4 separate regions of the Sus scrofa genome follow, and regions 2, 3 and 4 are each linked to region 1. Evidence: chromatin contacts called from public HiChIP or PLAC-seq data. All regions are on one chromosome and are shown on one strand. The core of a region is the stretch at or near the end of the contact, and the rest is flanking DNA. Distances in the headings are between cores, read along the strand shown.

The links. HiChIP or PLAC-seq counts read pairs in DNA pulled down with a chosen protein or histone mark.
Region 2: a contact with region 1 is called in an H3K27ac HiChIP or PLAC-seq map of skeletal muscle, with 8 times the contacts expected there. The contact joins two enhancer-like sites. A contact is called at or near these places in 1 of 47 Hi-C or Micro-C datasets (heart right ventricle) and 2 of 2 datasets of contacts at active chromatin or transcription factors (alveolar macrophages and skeletal muscle).
Region 3: an H3K27ac HiChIP or PLAC-seq map of skeletal muscle shows a contact between it and region 1, with 3 times the contacts expected there. The contact joins two enhancer-like sites. A contact is called at or near these places in 1 of 47 Hi-C or Micro-C datasets (heart right ventricle) and 2 of 2 datasets of contacts at active chromatin or transcription factors (alveolar macrophages and skeletal muscle).
Region 4: a contact with region 1 is called in an H3K27ac HiChIP or PLAC-seq map of alveolar macrophages. The contact joins two enhancer-like sites. A contact is called at or near these places in 1 of 47 Hi-C or Micro-C datasets (heart right ventricle) and 2 of 2 datasets of contacts at active chromatin or transcription factors (alveolar macrophages and skeletal muscle).

The regions. Positions count from the first base shown.
Region 1 is chr16:45,999,438-46,003,966 of Sscrofa11.1, forward strand. No RefSeq gene overlaps it. Among named protein-coding and RNA genes, the nearest start is that of CD180, 410 kb to the left of the region's middle. Within about 2 kb of position 1,799, at least 16 of the 83 cell types and tissues checked have an H3K27ac peak or open chromatin away from gene starts, as enhancers often do. A contact at or near this core is called in alveolar macrophages and skeletal muscle, where this site is marked.
Region 2 is chr16:46,471,893-46,476,421 of Sscrofa11.1, forward strand. The region is part of intron 2 of PIK3R1 (phosphatidylinositol 3-kinase regulatory subunit alpha); the gene reads left to right. Among named protein-coding and RNA genes, the nearest start is that of PIK3R1, 39 kb to the left of the region's middle. Within about 2 kb of position 1,984, at least 7 of the 83 cell types and tissues checked have an H3K27ac peak or open chromatin away from gene starts, as enhancers often do. A contact at or near this core is called in skeletal muscle, where this site is marked.
Region 3 is chr16:46,410,267-46,414,795 of Sscrofa11.1, forward strand. No RefSeq gene overlaps it. Among named protein-coding and RNA genes, the nearest start is that of PIK3R1, 22 kb to the right of the region's middle. Within about 2 kb of position 2,430, at least 31 of the 83 cell types and tissues checked have an H3K27ac peak or open chromatin away from gene starts, as enhancers often do. A contact at or near this core is called in skeletal muscle, where this site is marked.
Region 4 is chr16:45,670,061-45,674,589 of Sscrofa11.1, forward strand. No RefSeq gene overlaps it. Among named protein-coding and RNA genes, the nearest start is that of CD180, 84 kb to the left of the region's middle. Within about 2 kb of position 2,716, at least 9 of the 83 cell types and tissues checked have an H3K27ac peak or open chromatin away from gene starts, as enhancers often do. A contact at or near this core is called in alveolar macrophages, where this site is marked.

The sequences.
Region 1 (4,529 bases), core at 549-3,048:
TCTTTAGTTCATAAAAGGGGCTTTCAAAGACATTAATCTGTTTACTCTTTGATCATAAACCTATAGCCTGAATATTATTTATCTTCCCCATTTTACAGATAAAAAATAATAGCTCAGACAGGTTGAATGATTTTAGCTAAAATCAAACAGCTTGTAAGTGGCGAGGCTGAAACTCATATTAGGGTCTCTTGATTCCAAGTGCCTGGAGGTGGTTACTGCGGCAACTGATGCCCGAGAAATCCTAGCGAGACTGGAAAAACTTCCAAGTGATTAACTGAGTTGGTTGCAGTATGGGCCTCCCTCCTATTTGTGGATTTTGCTTTATTATTGAGGATTATTAAATAAAGTTACCTAAGCCTCTTCACAAAGCTTCAAAAATTCCTAGTTATGAGACAGCTAATGCACTACACAAGTTTCCTTTCTAATGGATTTCAGAGGATCCAGAATTTAAACAGCTTCATTGGAAAAAAGGTCCCTGTGTTGTTTAGGATCATTTGATCACTTGTCTGGGCTCTGCAAAGATGGGTAGGACTTGTCTTACCCATCTTTACATTCCAGGGCCCAGCAAAGAGCCTGGCACACAGGAAGCAACCAGGCGGGGTTTGAGCACCAGGCTGAAGGCTCTGTGATGATTAATTTGGGCTATAGCATCACCAGCTTAGCTCTGCTTTTTAATGCAGTGAATAGACTAGACATCAGCTGTCAGGAGGAAACATGGGAACTTTTCAGTTTTTAGTTCTCAATCCAAGCCACTTACCTGGACAATGAGACAAAAGATCCCTCCAGCCTGTGCTCCTCCCATCATTTCTCCTGTCTTTCTGATCCCTTTTTCAGAAAGATCTTTTTTTTTAGGAGCCTGAGCCAGAGCTACAAGTCCTATTTGCCTCAATAGAGAAAATAATTTTAAAACAAGGATGTTGATTCATCTTCAGCTTTGAATCCTGAATATCAGTGCTAACTTAAACCTTCCCCATGCATAAGAGTGGCATTGACTGAGACTGGTGAGAAGGTGGCAATACCACCAGCTTGGAAAGGAGCCTCACTGGGTTGCAGTCTCTACCCTGTAAGGTAATATAGGCTGAATGTATTGACCATCTCATGTAGAGATCACTTTACACACATTATTCTCTTTAATCCTCAGTGGAAGATCCCCATTCTTATTCTCATTTTCCAAAGAAGAATGTTGGAACAGAGAAGTGAATTGACTTGCCCAAGGTCAAAGAAAGTAAGTGGCAGATCTGGGATGAAACACAGCAATTGGACTTCAGAACCTATGATTTTAATTGGATGATCTTTGGCAAGTGAATGATCCTCTTAGTTCCTCTGTTTCCTCATTGGTAAAATGAATAGAGAAAGAACTAGTTCCTTAGATGGTTAGGAAAAGTCCCTAAGATCATGCATGAATAGCACCTGACACTGAGTAGGCATGTAAAATATGTTAGTTCCTTCTCTTCCCTTGAATAACCTGAGATGGAAGAGTGTCACCTCTTGAGCAACCCTTTAGAAATATAAAGCTAAAATTAATCCAGACCATGCCAGAGCCAACGACAATAAAGCTGATTTGTTCAGACTTATTATTTAGTTTCAATAAAAGACCTGTCTCCAGTTTCCTGGGCAGACCCACAGAGCCAACCCAAACTGAAAACACACGCAGCCATTGCAAACTCATTGTTGAAACATGACAGACACTTCAGGAACCAGGAAATTCCTTATTGAAATGACTTGCTTCTTAGCCAAAGCAGTGATGGTTAAACAATACAGCCGTGCAGCTGTGGCCTTCAGGGCGCACAGTGGGGCTTCACACTCCTGGGGCGAATGGAAACACAGGGACACGCTTGCCAGCTGGCACTGTCGCTCCAGGGACAAGATATGCATGGCTTCGCCTTCCAAGTCGAGAGCAATTGCTGGCAGTACACTGTGAGCATGTCAAGTTAAGGGAATATTTTTTTAAAGGCCCATCACTGTTTTTCTTTCTTTAAATGGTAGCCACCAAAAAGTTATGCAAACACTTCAGCTGTGGAATATTTAATCTGACATTTGGCGTGGCTCCCTTGTTGATCCAAGACGTGAAGTATGCAGTATATGCCTTGCAGTTGTTTCATTGCTCACTTAAAAAAAGATAAACCAGATACAACATTTTAATTTTACTTCTCCTCAGTTTTAACTGGGTTGCTACCAGGATCTGTTTCTGATTCCCAAGAAATAGGATAACAATTATGAATTGCAGCCCATAAGAGGAATAGCTCATTTAACAGGTTGGTGGATTTAATCCTTTAAAAAATTTTTTTTGGGTCCTGCTAAAAGCTTTAGGAATCCCTGTGGTTTTCTCCAGGGTTTGACAGTTCTTTTCCTCCAGTCTGGTGTTACAGGGCTTCACATGCTCTCATGGAAACATTGCCAGAACTGTCCTCTGGTTGTCTTTGTCATTGGGTTTTTAGCATGAGGAGAACACTAACCCTGCCCATTCACGTGGGACATGCATCCTAGCTGCATCGGAACTTGTATCAGTGGAAGCTTACTCACCCAGCTCCTCCTTCTTTAACTGTCCCACAGATAGATGTGTTTTCCTAAAAGAGGAAATTCCCTTTGAATATCGGTCACATGGCTTCTGGTCAAGGAGAACAGAAGACCATTGCCACTGCTCTGGAAATACAGGGATCCTAAAAAGCCTAGTTAGTGGGCAGTTCACATTTTGTACCATGTGGAGGGAAGGATGCAGGACTGGCCAACATTCCAAAGGGAAGGAGAACCTTTCCAAACGTTCCTCTGCTGAAGCGTTAGAACAGTTGTTAGTGTAAACAAACATAATTCCTCAAGTCCCATCCTTCCCGCAGGTGGGCCAATAGGTTAAAAAACACTAGAAGACATGGTAAAGGGTAGTCTCTTCCATCATTCTCCTCCGCTTGCATGCTCATTGTTATAACAACACTGACTTAAACATCAGGGCACTCTCACTTGGCTCCAGGCAATGGCATCATTCTGCTTCAGAGAAATGCTGAAACAGTGCTCATCTTATACAGAGTGATAGGTTGAGGAGAGAAAAGAATCAAATGGCAATGCTTAAAAAAGTAAACTGGAGACAGACGACCCTGGATGTTTCCTTGGTTCTGATTCAAGTTCTCAAGTCCCGATCCAAATAAAAATATATCTTTATTTCCAGTGGAAAATTCAAAGAACACAAACCTGAGTCTTAAAAGCCATGTCTCAGTTTTATGGTTTTAGAGCTTGAAGGATTCAATTAGGTGAGAAGGAAGCTTCTCAACCTCAAAAAATCTGAGCCCAGAGATGAAATATGCTTACAGGCAGGGAAATGCTAAAAGAATGGGCCTTTTTAGCAGGTATAAAACAGAATTATATGTTCTGATTATCAATTTGGATTAAAAATATCTGCATGTAAGTACTATTAATGGGATTTTTCAAAGATTGTGGGATAACAGGCAATTTTAACTTTCTCTTTACATTTTTTTCTCTCTTTCCTCCCCTTCTTCCCTCTCTCTCTCTTTTATAGTTTTTGACATTGAATCTTTGTTTGTTATGTAAATGGAAAAATGGCAATTAAAAATGCATTCTGTCAAAATAGTAATAATAAAATCTAAAAGACAGATGTCTTTCTCACCTTTACATAGTCTCAGAATTTTGTTATTTACAGACGACTCATGTAGAAACTCTCTTTTATTATAAGTAATAAAGGAGTAATTTGACCAGGATCTATTGGATGGATTGTTGTGTTTCTGGGGAGCCATGGCAAAATAATCAGAATTTATCCTTGAAGAGAGAAAGCATTCCTTTGATAGCTATTATATTTTGAAAAATGCATTTTTTCTCTGAGGATCTAGTAGTGTACCTTTGCTGGAAGTATGCTAGTGAGTCCTGAAATGAGGTCAGTCTGCTTGTTCTCATTGCAGTGAGATGTTCCAGGTCAGGAAAGTTTCCAGAAACCCTTCTAACAGAGGGCAAGATTCTCAAGCTCTTGGTCCACTTTTGTTTTTCAAGCTTTATTCACATGAGGAAGAATTAATATCATGTTCTTATAATACATCAATTATAATTAAAATTAGAGATATACTCAACTCCATAAGCCAAGAATATTTCCTAGAAATTACTTCCTGAAGTTTTCTCAAAGTGTTTTCAGTGGTGAAGTGTCTTCAAGGAGGATGGTAGGGCATTTCTCAGCAAATAATTGGCAAGCAGTGCAGGGCGTTGCAAGTTCCCTTTGGTTTCTGAAAAGGTAACTTACTGTGGACGTTGAGTAACTCTTTAGGGTTTAGGACATGGAGCCATGAAGACGTACACGCTGAGCCCCGTTGACTGGGGGTAGTTTCTGGAATCTCTGCTGAGAGGGAGTGGGAGGAGCCGGCTCAGTGCGGATGCTCAGACCTGATGAGTAATATCTGCCCTGTGTCTCGGGGCAGCAGTGTTGGTGGCACAGTTGGCTTTAAATTGTCTATCCTGTTCTAGTATTTGACTAAATGAGTTTCTAGTGATTCACGTAGTGTTTTCCCACAACATTTAGTTGGACAATATCTTGG
Region 2 (4,529 bases), core at 734-3,233, 470 kb after region 1:
TAATGTTTCAACTGAGGGGAGGGGTGGGGAGAGAGAGAGTATTTTCTGAATTTCAAAATCCTAGAAATTATTTATTTTTATTTTTATAGTTGATTTACAATGTTCTGTCAATTTCTGCTGTACAGCAGAGTGACCCAGTTTTATATATATAAATATATATATATATATTTTTTTTTCTCACATTATCCTCCATCATGTTCCATCACAAGTGGTTAAATATTTTATTTCCCCTTGCTATACAGCAGGATCTCATTGCTTATCCACTCCAAAGGTAATAACTGCATCTACTAACCCCAAGCTCCCAGTCTATCCACTCCCTTGCACCTCCCTCTTGGCAACCACAGGTCTGTTCCTCATAACCATGAGTTTGTTTCTTTTCTGTAGAAAGGTTCATTTGTGCCGTGTGTTAGATTCCAGATATAAGTGATATCTTATGGTATTTGTCATTTTCTTCCTGACTTACTTCACTCAGTATGAGAGACTCTAGTTGCATCCATGTTGCTGCAGATGGCATGATTTTGTTCTTTTTTATGGCTGAGTAGTAGTCCATTGTGTATGTATAACACATCTTCTTAATCCATTCATCTGTCGATGGACATTTAAGTTGTTTCCATGTCTGGACTATTGTGAATAGTGCTGCAGTGAACATATGGGTGCATATGTCTTTTTCAAGGAAAGTTTTGTCTGGATATATCCTCAAGAGTGGGATTGCTAGGTCATATGGTAGTTTTCCATATAGTTTCCTAAGGTACCTCCATACTGTTTTCCATATAGTTTCCTAAGGTACCTCCATTCTGTTTTCCATATAGTTTCCTAAGGTACCTCCATACTGTTTTCCATATAGTTTCCTAAGGTACCTCCATACTGTTTTCCATATAGTTTCCTAAGGTACCTCCATACTGTTTTCCATAGTGGTTGTACCAATTTACATTCCCACCAACAGTGTAGGAGGGTTCCCTTTTCTCCACACCCTCTCCAGCATTTATTTGTTGACTCGTTAACGATGGCATTTCTATCTGGTGTGAGGTGGTAACCTCATTGTAGTTTTGATTTGCATTTCTCTAATAATTACTGATGTTGAGCATTTTTTCATGTGCCTGTTTGCCATCTATATATCTTCTTTGGAGAAATGTCTGTTCAGGTCTTCTGCCCATTTTTCAATTGGGTTATTGGGGTTTTTTTGCCAGTGAGTTTCCTAGAAGTTATTTAGAAGTTTTGATTTGTTTCATTCCCTGATTCTATACTATCGTAAATCAGTATTTTTCTTTTTTTTTATTACTCAGTAAATGTTATTACAGTTACAGTTGTATGATGATCATCACAACCTAGTAAATCAGTATTTTTCAAAGGACTTGCTGATGATCAGAGCAGAGGTTTCCTAGATCAGAGGTCCTCAGCCTTTCTGTGGAGAGGAGCTCCTTTTTAGGTCCTGAAGCCTTGAGTTACTGGGGCAGAGCGTGGTGGAGGTGCTGAATGACCCATCCTAACTCTTAGCAATTCTTACCTCTATGACACTCCACTTCCATCCAGCGGCAGCTGCCTAGACAGCACAGTAGCTGTACAGTCTACCTCATTTCTCCCTCCCTCCCTGAGCTTCTACCTCTCTGTTGCTTCTGCTTGAGTTTTTTTCCCCACTAAATACCTGACCTAGTGTATGGTGGGGAAAATTGACTCTATGTCTGGCTTAAGTAATTCAGGGTGAACGTGAGTTGATTTACCTTGTCTGGTCTTCATAGCAGTACTAATTATTATCTGCATTGCTGTCTTCCTCCCAAATTAGTGATACTGTGCATACTTTTTCCTTGAGTGTTTATGTCTCCTTGGCTGAAGAATTAATGGTCAGTGGTATGTCCGCTTGTTACAGTTTTAATTCGAAGCAGGTCTTTGCTTCTATCTTTGGGTTGCTGCTTTGAGCTGTGGTTTCCCAGTTCCCAAGTATGTTTCATGACACTTATCCTACATTTCAGGCAAGGATTTATGGGTCCCATAGGATTCGAGCAGGACTCCGAGGAAGAGCCAACTAGCAAATGGAATTATTTTGTCTTGTGAAAGCTTCCAGCCCTTTAAAAAAAAACTCGACTCAGAGAAATAGAAAACAAATATTCTTGGGAAGAAACTGGGCTTGTTAGCGCTTGGCGAGAAATTTTCGGAAGGGAAAGAACATTTCCTCTGGCCTCAGGAGCACATTCAATGTGAAATATTAACTGTTTTTAGAAGAGTTAAACTTAAATTCGTCTTTGGGTCATTTATTTGACTTGAAAATAAATGGATCTAGTCCTTAATTTTAAAAAAGGTGTTCAGAATCCTATTTTAGATAAAACAATCATTCAGTAAAGGAGGCAGGCTGCTCCAGACGTCAGTTCTTAACTGAAAACAGCTGGGACTTACGGAGGTGTTTGCGGAGATCTCAGGGGCTGGGGGATTGGCGAAATGTGGTGCACGTTAGTTCCAGCTGCACACATTTGCCTTGTTCGAGCTCTTTATGGTAAATGAAATGCATGCTTCATACAGACCATGCTTTAGTCGTCTTCTCTTAGCCCTTGACGAAGCAGGTGGAAAGTGTATTTAGTCAGAGGAATGACTGAAAACAATGAACTGTAAACCCATCCATAGCCATTCCAAGAAAGAGCTATTAAATGTCTTCTTTTTATTTTCCCATGCATCTGCCCCCCCCTTTCATATTTTTATAACCTTGGCAAATCTTGAGTAATTTTGAAACGTTTGTCATTTGGTCATAAATGTGGCAAGGGAATGATAGGAGCCTGCACACTTGGATGTTTTGTAAAGCAGTCGAACCCCAGACTGCGTCAGCACAAACGTGCAAGGAGGGCTCTGTGCATGCCCTGTCCTCTGGCTCTGTGGGCAGACAGGAAGTAGACCAGGAGAGATCCGTTCCTGACCCCAGAAGGATCTGCACCCCCCCCTCACTGTGAACGTAAACTTGCCCTGATGTTTCAATGTTGTGTGTGGTCCCTTCTCTTGTCCTCTCCTGTTATGGTGGAAAACTGAGAGTTTACTGAACAGAATTTTGAGTGGAATGAGGACCACAGGGATCATCTCATCCAAATGGAAAAGGAAAAAAAAATTCCAAAGAGGTCGAATGATGTGCTTGTGTTGGGACACTGAAATCTCTTTGTAGAGAAAAACCATCTTAAGGTATTTTTGTCTTAGACCTTTACCCAAAAGGATCTCTTTACAAAGACTTTGCATTAGTGAAAGTCTTCAATTCAAAAAAACAGGAATTCTAAGGATAGGGTTAGGGTATGTTCCTGAACATTGGTTTAATATTTAAGTCATTCTTACCTTGGTGCTGGTCTGAATAGACTGAATAATTGTTTGAGTTAGTCATCACCTGTCACTTTGTACAATTTTAATGTGGGGAAAGATGCCTTTGGAAATACTTAGCTGTATGTTATAATCAATCATGGTTTGTTTGGTTTGGTTTGGTCTTAAAACTTTATAGGCGCTCCCATGTGGCTTCTCGAGTCAAGGATCCAGAGTTGGCACTGCAGTGGCACAAATCGCTGCTATGGTGCTGGTTGAATCCCTGGTCCAGGAGCTTCCCAATACTGTAGGCAGGGCCAAAAAACAAAACCAAACCAAAAAAAAAAAAAAAAAAAACCTTTATATAATTGAGGGAAGTAGATTGCATAAGTACAGTCTTTCTTTTTTTCAATGAGGCAAATGAAGCAGTATCTTAAATTAAATTAGGGTTTCCTGAGATTCTAGAATCTTATTCCTGAATTTTCCACTGGGTAACCTCCAAATCTTTCTCTAGCCTTTGTCCCTGGTTGACACGAGGTGGGCCCCAATTTGCATGGCAAAGGGATGTGATGCTGCTCTAAGGCTGTAAGTGCCTGGGAGAGAAATCCTTCAAGGGAAATAAATCTAGGATGGAACGTTGGTCTCTGGCAAAAGCGTTTTACTGCTTAGCTTCTGAGATCTCTACGTGGGGGATGAAATTTAACAGCAGCTGATATTCTAAAAGTAACAAAGAATTATTTCAGCCCCTGATTTGCAAAGTACTCACTTCTCAGTACTCTCAAAATTTTTGTCGGATAAAGATTTTTCCATACCACAGATGTGGAAGGAAGGACTCACTCGTTAGTGTTGTATAGAAACAAACGGTGAATTCAGGACTTTTCCGGGGTCGTGGAAGGTATTCATTCCTGCCCAAGCTATTTGCGAATAGCATCTTTATCTGGGTCAGCCTCTGATTCAGCCTCGTCATGTACTTCACCACTGGAGTAAACAAATGTCACTTGTTAGCTAGTTTTTCATGCCCTCAATGGACCAAACATTAATTTGAAGCCACACTCTGTGAAATAGTCCTTGGGGGAAAATAGGTTAGTGATTTTTATCGCAATAATAATGGGGGTTGGGAAAAACGCTGAAGCTTGCTTGTAATGATTGTATGTGTTTTCATATTGCTTTTCAGCCCCTCTACTTTCGTAATATTCTTTTAGTATTCCAGCCTAACTCAAACACTGTGTCACTTCTTATAACCTGAGAGGGAAACTGCGGGCAAG
Region 3 (4,529 bases), core at 1,180-3,679, 410 kb after region 1:
GGCTAGTGCACTTTACACTCTCTGAGCTCTGAAAGTCTGTGATTTGATAGTTATGATTTGGAGAGTGGAAACAGAGGTGAAGAGGTTAATTAACATGAATGGTATTAAATCAGGCTAAGGAAGAAGAAATGACTTTGAGAGATGGGAGACAATGAAGATTATTTTAAAAGTCACCAAGTACCCAACTTAGCTGTGGGCTGTGCATAGTGACTTTGAAAGAAAATAGTAAAAAGAGGGTAGGGGGAAAGGTAACTTTCCTTTGGGGAAATCTGCCAAACACTCCCTCAGCCAGGTGATCAAGGTCAACATCAACAGTCATAGGTCATGTTGATAGTACATACCCTTGATTGATATGATATGATGAAATGGCACTTTACATCTGAGGTCCTCTAGCCCAAAACCTACTGCTGTAATCTAATCATGAGAAAAACAACAGACCTCTCCCCAGGGATGGGCATTCTCTTACCTCTTAAAAATCACTAGTACACCTCAAAACTGTCAAGGTCACTGAAACCAACAAAAGTCTGAGAAACTCTCACAGCCAAGAGAAGCCTAAGGAGACATGACAACTAAATGTAATGTGGCATCCTAGATGGGATCCTGGTATGGGAAAAGGACAGTAGATACAAATCAAGGAAGACTATGGGAGTTCTGTTGTGGCTCAGCAGGTCAAGAACTCAGCTAGTATCCATGAGGATGCACGTTCAATCCCTGGTGTCACTCAGTGGGTTAAAGATCTGGCATTGCGATGAGCTGTGGTGTAGGTTGCAGACGTGAACTCAGATCTGGCATGGCTGTGGCTGTGGCGTAGGCTGGCAACTGCAGCTCTGATTCCACCCCTAGCCTGGGAACTTCCATATGCCTCAGGTGCAACCCAAAAAAGAAAAAAATAAATGAAGGAAGTCTGAATAAACTGGACTTTAGTTAATAATGTTTTGATATCAGTTCATTAATAACAAATGTGCACTATTAGATGTTAATAGTGGAAACTGGTCGGTGAGGTATATGGGAACTCTCTACCGTCTTCTAAATTTTTTCTGCAAATTTTAAATTGCTCTTATAACTGACCTCTTGTTTTTCATTTAAAAATTCAGGAGTAATTATTTAAAATAAGAACAGTGACATTAAATTTTTTCTTGTAGGCTCGCCAGGCCCAGACTGGGGGTTAGGGGAGGTAGGAGGCAGGGTTCTTACTCCCTCAGTATTAAGAAGCGATTTTTTTTTTCTTTTTTTGGTCTTTTTAGGGCCACACCTGTGGCATATGGACGTTCCCAGGCTAGGGGTCAAATTAGAGCTGTAGCCGCTGGCCTACACCACAGCTATGCCAGATCCCAGCTACGTGTGAGAGCTGCACCACAGCTCATGGCAATGCTGGATCTTTAATCCACTGAGTGAGGCCAAGGATCAAACCTCATGGATACTAGTCAGGTTCGTTACTAGTCAGGTTCGTTAACTGCTGATCCATGACGGGAACTCCCAAGAAGGGATTTTTCTGCCTTATGAATCTACCTCATCTGAGTTTTCCTGGAATTCTCTGTAACGAAAAGAGTAGACATTGTTCTGAATATAAATTATTGACTTACTCTGTATTCCCATGGCCAAATCGCCTTTTCTAGGCCACAGTCACCTGGCACTTTAAATATCAAATTTACAGGGCATAAGCTATGTGTTTCTCCCAGAAAGGGTATAAGTTATTTTATAGTCATACCAAGATTGGATTTCTGACTGTACCGTTTATAAGCTGCGTAACACTATTGAACAAATGAGTTAACCTTTCTGAAACTCAGTTTTCTCCTTTGTTAAAAAAAAAAAACAACAACAACAACGAAATTGCAGGATTATGGTAAGACAATGAACATGCAATACCTAGTTCAGTACCTGGCACATAAAAGTTCTCAGTAGATGATAGTTAATGATAAACAGGATCATCAGTCCACATCAGGAGGAGATAATAGTATCCTTTAATTGGACCAAAATGTAACTGAGAGCCCTCCCCTTCCAATTCTCCTTCTCACTCCAGTAGGTCACACTGCATCAAGCGTCTAGAAGGCTCTCTGCCAGCAACTGTACTGGCTTGTTATCTGAGTGAGTCTTGGTCATTTAGCAAAGTCAGGGTCTTTGTTACTGTTTTCATCACCACTAGCTGAGCAGAGAAAGACCAAGCCACAGGGTACATCTCTGCCTGCCAAGGTCCTGTGTGTGTTCCTGAAACAAAAACCCAATAAAAATGGCAGTCAGTGGCAGACACTGAGCCCAGGCTTGGGAGCCAGTAGGGAGGGGCTCCTTCTCCTGTCCCTCAGCACCTGTCACCGAGAAGGGGTGGCCCAGGCTGCGGCTGGCCGCCTCCTCCTCCCCCCATCCAGCCCAGGGGCAGCTCCGGACCTCGGCTCCCAGCAACGCAGCACAGCCCACTCAGCAACTAGAAAGCACCCATTGAGGGCTTGCAGCTGCCGGTGCCGTTTGCCCAAACACTACATAAAGCCTCAGCCTCAGCTCCAGTGAAGAAGTCACTACTGTGTTCTTCCTGAGCCCCAGTCACGGCTATCAAACATTCAAAGAGGACTGGCGGTGGTTAAACACTGCATGTGTTTACACCCCGAATCTTGAATCACAATGGGGCGGTTTGAGCTGCCAAGACCCGGCCAGGCCCGGCTTTATCCTGGACACTGGAGTCTGTTCTCTGACCCACCGGACAGAAGTAAAGTTGAGTAAATACCAGATCGCTTTGCTTTTCAGAGCTGTTTGCTCTCAGGGACTTCAATGGGCTTCGTCTCCAGGCGGGACACATACTTGAGGACTCAAGCTGCTCCCTCACGTCAGAGTGCGTTCAGAAGCTCTGAGGCTTTGTGAGCCATCCCCAAAGGGAAAAGCCAAGCTAGAGAAAATAAAATCTATCCAAACAAATTAGAGGATAACTTGAATCCTTTCAAAAACTGCTCTGAAAAAAAGCAGGGAGGGGAAAGAAGTGCAGTTGATGGGGGAAGCTGAGGGATGGATATTTGGGACCTTATTACACTGTCCTCCATTCTGGAGAATTTAGACATTCATTAAAAAAAAAATACTACAGGGAGTTCCCTGGTGGTCTAGTGATTAGGACTCAAAGCTTTCAATGAAGCAGCCCAGGTTCAGTCCCTGGTCTGGGAAGTGAGATCCCACTTCAAGTCACTCCACACCAAGCCAAAAAAAAAAAAAAAAAAAAATTCTATAGTAAGAAAGCTCCTTTGCCTCTCTCCTTTACCCAGGATACAATACCTAACATATATTTTCTTTTAAATGTTCAAGTCTATTCTCTGTTTTAACTTTTTGAGTTTTTTTTTTTTCTTTAAAAAACATGTCAGGATTTTGTTTTCTCTGATTATAAAAAAGTATATTATTATGGTGGTAAATTGAGAAGTGGAGAAAAGAAGCATAAAGAAGAAAATATTAGTCCCATGTCTTTGAATTAGAATTTGTTAGTGTTTTTATATATTTCCTTGCAATCTTAATACATACACGCAGAGAAATAAAAAAGTAATTTTTAGCACATGTAAATGGAATCCAATTCTATTTAGCTTTATACTGTGGGCTTTTTTTTTTTTTTTTTTTGAACTCATGACCATTCCCCATACCATTAGATATTCTTAAAAGAACAACTTGTAATGACTGTGGAATATTTTTATCCTATGTTTCTCAATGCCAAAAAAAGTTCAAAACAGTCTTTTACTTATACCATGCCATACTTTAACAAAAAAAATAGAACAAGATTTTTATAGCTAGAGATTGCAAGAAAATTTATTTCTCACTAGCTATATACCACTTTCTCCAGAATAATTTAAGAATTGCAGCTGGATTCAGCATAGTATTTGGCAAGTGCAAATACAGTAGTAAGACAAAGTTTTCTCACCTTCAGATGTGCTTGGAACAGGAATGAGAGGAAAAAATGGAAGTAGAGCACATGGGTTGTGGATGTGAGAAGCGAAGCCAGAAATGGGAGACAGTGACTCAGCGCTCTCCCTCTCCCTCTCCCTCTCCCTCTCCCTCTCCCTCTCCTCCCTCTCCCTCTCCCTCTCCCTCTCCCTCTCCCTCTCCCTCTCTCTCTCTCTCTCTCTCTCACACACACACACACACACACACACAACTGCTATGGTCTTGCACCAGCCAATAGGATCTCTGTCTCTTAAGAACTTTGGAATCAAAACTCAAAAGGATCAAGTGAAAATCACAAAGAGTAAGAGGAAAAGACATGTTGAAATGAAGAGCAAAGGAAAGAACAGCAGACAGATTCAAAAGACAGGCCCTCCAGCACTGTCTGAGCACCTGCTGCACACAGAGCTGAACATTGGACCAGTACATAAGCCACAGTCTTTGGCCCCAAGGAGTCCTCAGTCTAATGGAGAAGACAGGGTATAAGCAAGTCATTTCAGCTCAATATGGGCACCACATGCACAAAGAAATGAAAGCAATACAGTGGGATCTCAGGGGAAGGATGAGGATTCATGTGAGATCAGAAGCTCTCGGAGAGGATCTAACCTTGGAGCCAAGCTGAGAAG
Region 4 (4,529 bases), core at 1,466-3,965, 330 kb before region 1:
AGGCCTCCATGCAGAGGAACCACACCAGCTCCTCTCCCCTCTGTGGCTGGTGAGGCCCTCCCGTGGGCAGCTCTGCCCCAGGTCCAAGATATCTGCTGCTCCTCCCATGTGAGAAATGGGATGATCCCAGAGTGTGCTGGACTTCAAGCAGCTCTGGGATAATAAGGATGGGAACATTTCCTACAGCTTCCTGCATTGAAATGACCTTTGGAAGCCAAATCAGACTTTGGGGTTTAACATGTGGTTCATAAGGGGCCCTAAATGTGGCTCTGCTGTGTGTGTCTTAAAAGCCTTTGTGGGAGAGGGCAGATGCAATGAGCACAGATTTGGATGTCACAGCAAAGGCTTAAGATTGTCACCCTTGATGGCCTGGACTGATCTGACCTGGCACCAGGGCCTCCCCTCCTTGGGACAGGCCCAGCAGTGTCCCAAGGACCTGCATTTTTTGTTCCGTGCGGCCTCTCCCATTAAGCAATGACTACGGCACCCCCAGATAATGACCAGTTTTGGAAAGATTAGCATTCCACATACTTGGTTAAAAAAGTTTTTATGCAACCAGTGTTCTACTTTTTCCTAGAATCTTTGCCTCTCTGAGGACTAGTCCTTTCTCTTGCAAAGTGAAGGAAGAAAGGGATCCAAATAATATTGGTCCAGAGTAACTTTTAATTAGCAGCCTTAGCCAAGTGATAAAGATATATTACATACTCTGAAGTTCTATGAGAACCCACCCAAACTTCTGCTTTATTGTCTAAAGGGCCCCTTCACAAATACAGCATTGGGCCTGGATTTCAGGAGGATTTATGAGTCAGGGGCGAGCTGGGAGTTTGGCCCCATGACAACTTGGAAGGTTTGCCCTTGATTTGGAAAGAACAGCAGCCCATGTTCTGAATAGAGAGGGGGAAAGGGGGACAAAGTTCTCAGCTGAACACTAATGAGACTAAGATGAAACTGCTTCACAGAGATGTCCAGCCAGCAGGGCCTGTGGTGGATGATTTGAGTACAGACTGTTACCCCCAGGAGGAGCCTGATGGGGATAAGTGGGATGCTCACTTTAAGAGTATCCAGGTAGCTCTCATTAGAACCTTCCTTTCCCAGAATTAAAAAAAAAAAAATCAATCTGTATGTAAAATAAGCATGCTCTTGTTGAGTGGCAACAGAAGACACTGATTTTCATGTATCTTGGAGCTAAAATATAAATAAAAAGGATGGAAATGTCTTTGATTTACAAAGCAGTAGAAAAAAATCCTGCTTTAGGAATTGAGGTAAATGTAACTAGCTTTGGCTCCGCCTCAACCTTGGCTTTTCAAAACTAGAGAGTGTTCTACCCATTGAGCCCTCTGCTTTCTCATTTCATAATGGGGTAGGAAAGTGGGAGATGGCTAGGTTAGATGTCTCTTGCTCATGATCCAGAGGGCTTCAAGGGTCTTTGAACCATCCAGAATAGTTTGCAGTATGTATATATCTTTATGCTATGGGCATTTTTCTGGGGAAGCTCATTGCTTTGGTCATATTCCCTAAAGCAGTCTTTGGTTTTCCAAATGTTAAGAACTCCTGAACTGGATACCTAAACACCTTAATCTTTGAATATGCTGTTACACATCAGTGATTCTAAGGTTATTCTGGTATATTCTCTTGGGGGGGGAAGCTGTGATTCTCTAAATCTATTACGTTTTCATGGTAATGTGAGGACAGTTGGAGATACATGTTCTGGTCCATACTTGTTTCCTAGTCTCGGCTGGGCTTTTGGGGGAAAAATAATTAAGGAATGAATCTTAAGTCCGTCTAATCTCCCCAGTTCCTGATCTTGCCTGTTCATCCCACCCCCGAGGGTCACAGCCCCATTGTGAAGCCCAAGCAGGTTTTGGCTCAACATCTGTGCTGTGGGGTGCCTTTCACTCTCGCTCCAGCCCTCCACCCAGATATGCCCATTTGCCATCCCATTCCAGTCCCTAAACCACTGACTGTAACTGAAAAGCTAAATGGAGGAGTTCCCGTCGTGGCGCAGTGGTTAACGAATCTGACTAGGAACCATGAGGTTGCGGGTTCGGTCCCTGCCCTTGCTCAGTGGGTTAACAATCCGGCGTTGCCGTGAGCTGTGGTGTAGGTTGCAGACGCGGCTCGGATCCCGCGTTGCTGTGGCTCTGGCGTAGGCCGGATTCAACCCCTAGCCTGGGAACCTCCATATGCTGCAGGAGCGGCCCAAGAAATAGCAACAACAACAACAACAACAACAAAACAACAACAAAAAAGACAAAAGACAAAAAAAAAAAAAAAAAAGAAAAGCTAAATGGAGAGTGATCTTTGGCAGGTGAACCTTTTAATACCCTCAGGATACCCTTTCCCTCTGGTAAAGGAACATCTGCTGCTGAATTATTAAGTCTGCACACGCAGAAGGAGGTAGAGGTGGAGGAATGTGTTCTTTTCGAAGGGGAGAGTTCCTGGGGTAGAATTTCATACTGGGTGAACTTGTTGGCAACACCCACAGAAGTGGCACGTCAGACCATTCTGCCCACGAGCATTTTAGAAAACAAAATGAAATCAAATGACCCTCTGTTCGACATACACAAAATTCACTGTTTCAAAACACTTTCAACATAATTTTTGTTCCTTTAGATTTCTTGTTCCCAGGATTTGGCCCCGCCCAGCAGGGGATTACTGAATATTCTGAGAATTGTGTCTTCTGCCCTGAGTGTGACCTTCACAGTGTGATGCATGATGCAGGGATGGTCACAGACAGAGCACAGGCTTCTTAATAGGAGGAGGGCTGTGGGCGTGGGGAGGTAATTCTGTCTATATTACCAACTGCTCTCCATTAGATATCATTCACAACTTTACTTTGCCTCAAGTGTGGGAAAACTGTTTCCCCGAAGCAGCACCTGACCTTGTCCAATTCTAAGGCACAGGGTGAAGTGAGCTGAAAAAGAAGTTGCTAGGGCTGTTAAGGGTTAGCTTGCATCTGCTCTGGATAAGTTGGGAAAGCATGAGTGAGAATTTTCTGTGTCTTTTTTTTGTTTGTTTGTTTGTTTGTTTTTGGGGGCCACACCTGTGGCATATGGAAGTTCCCAGGCTAAGGGTCAATTCAGAGCTACAGCCACCGGCCTATGCCACAGCTACAGCCACACAGGATTTAAGCCGCATCTGTAACTCACACCACAGCTCATGGCAATGCCGGATCCTTGACCCATTGAGCGAGGCCAGGGATCGAACCTACAACCTCATGGTTACTAGTTGGATTTGTTTCTGCTGCGCCACAATGGGAACTCCCTTCCTGTATTTCTTATAGGCATTCTGATTTTGTATCCAGAGCATAAGAAATTCAGTCTAAGCTGTTTGGAATTCTGAAAACCATGGAGTTTCTCTTCTTTCTTAAAACAGAATTTCTTCTAAAACAGAATTTCTTCTTAATTCAAGACATAATAGATACACATTTTTTAAAAGGAAAATTATTTTCTAAAGACTAGTGGAATCGGTTTTGCATTTGTTATCCTTAGTGTTTTAGGTACATATCAACATGAATGTATGTGACCTCAGCTCACTAGGCAGGAGGCATTTCAGTGATTTTTGAAAGCTAGGGCGGTTCATCATTTCCCTTCCACTGAGTGATCCTCTTTTACCAGCTTTAGTATTTTCCCTAGAGTATTTGAAGGAAGAAAATGTATAGAAACTTTTCTATTCACATCGCATGTCATCAAAGCCCTGTTGTGGCATAGGTTTAACTCTTGAACAGGAGCCCTTTGATAGCTCAAAATGTGATGTTCAGCAGTTATTGCTTTTTGAGAACTCCAAGAACACACAGCATTGCAGTTTTTGAAACAATCATCTCTTTTCTTTGGTTTCTCATCTCACTTGGCTCCTACAGAGACATGAGACAGGCCCTGTTTCTGTTTAAGTAGAACAACTGACATTTATTGCCCAGCTGGAAGGAGAGAGGTGGGTTGACTGATTCCTTTTTTTTCCCCCAGCTAAAAATGTGATATGGGTTTGTTATATGTTTATTTAATCTTAATTCATGCTCCCCTATAAAAATCCTGGTGGGAGAAAGAAAGCAAAGCTTCAACATATGTGTTGAACTTGGAATAAGAAACTTTAATCCTTGGAAAAACAGTATTGTATCATTTGCAGATTGCAACTAATCACAGTATATTCAGACAGTGGCAGGAACATTTTAATATTCAATTCACACAATCATGCATTAAAGTGACCTTTTGAGTGCATATTTTCTCTAAATTTTCTTTAGGCCTATATTTATTTTATTTGACTGAAACCCTAGTGGCCTGTGAAGTGAACCAGATGTTTTCCATTTACAGAAGTTGCACCTGATAGAGCTTTAGCAGGTTTGCTGGTTACCAGCTGTTAGCCTGTATTCTCAGCATCGGTACGTATTTTAACTGCAGAGAACAAATAAAAAGCTCCATTTATTGGGCACTTATGTGTTGGGCCCCTGCTCCATGCTTTATGTTCATTAGTTGATTTACTACTTAGGTGATCTTATGGGGCAGGTCTTCTTGCTAGCACACTACTTTATTGAG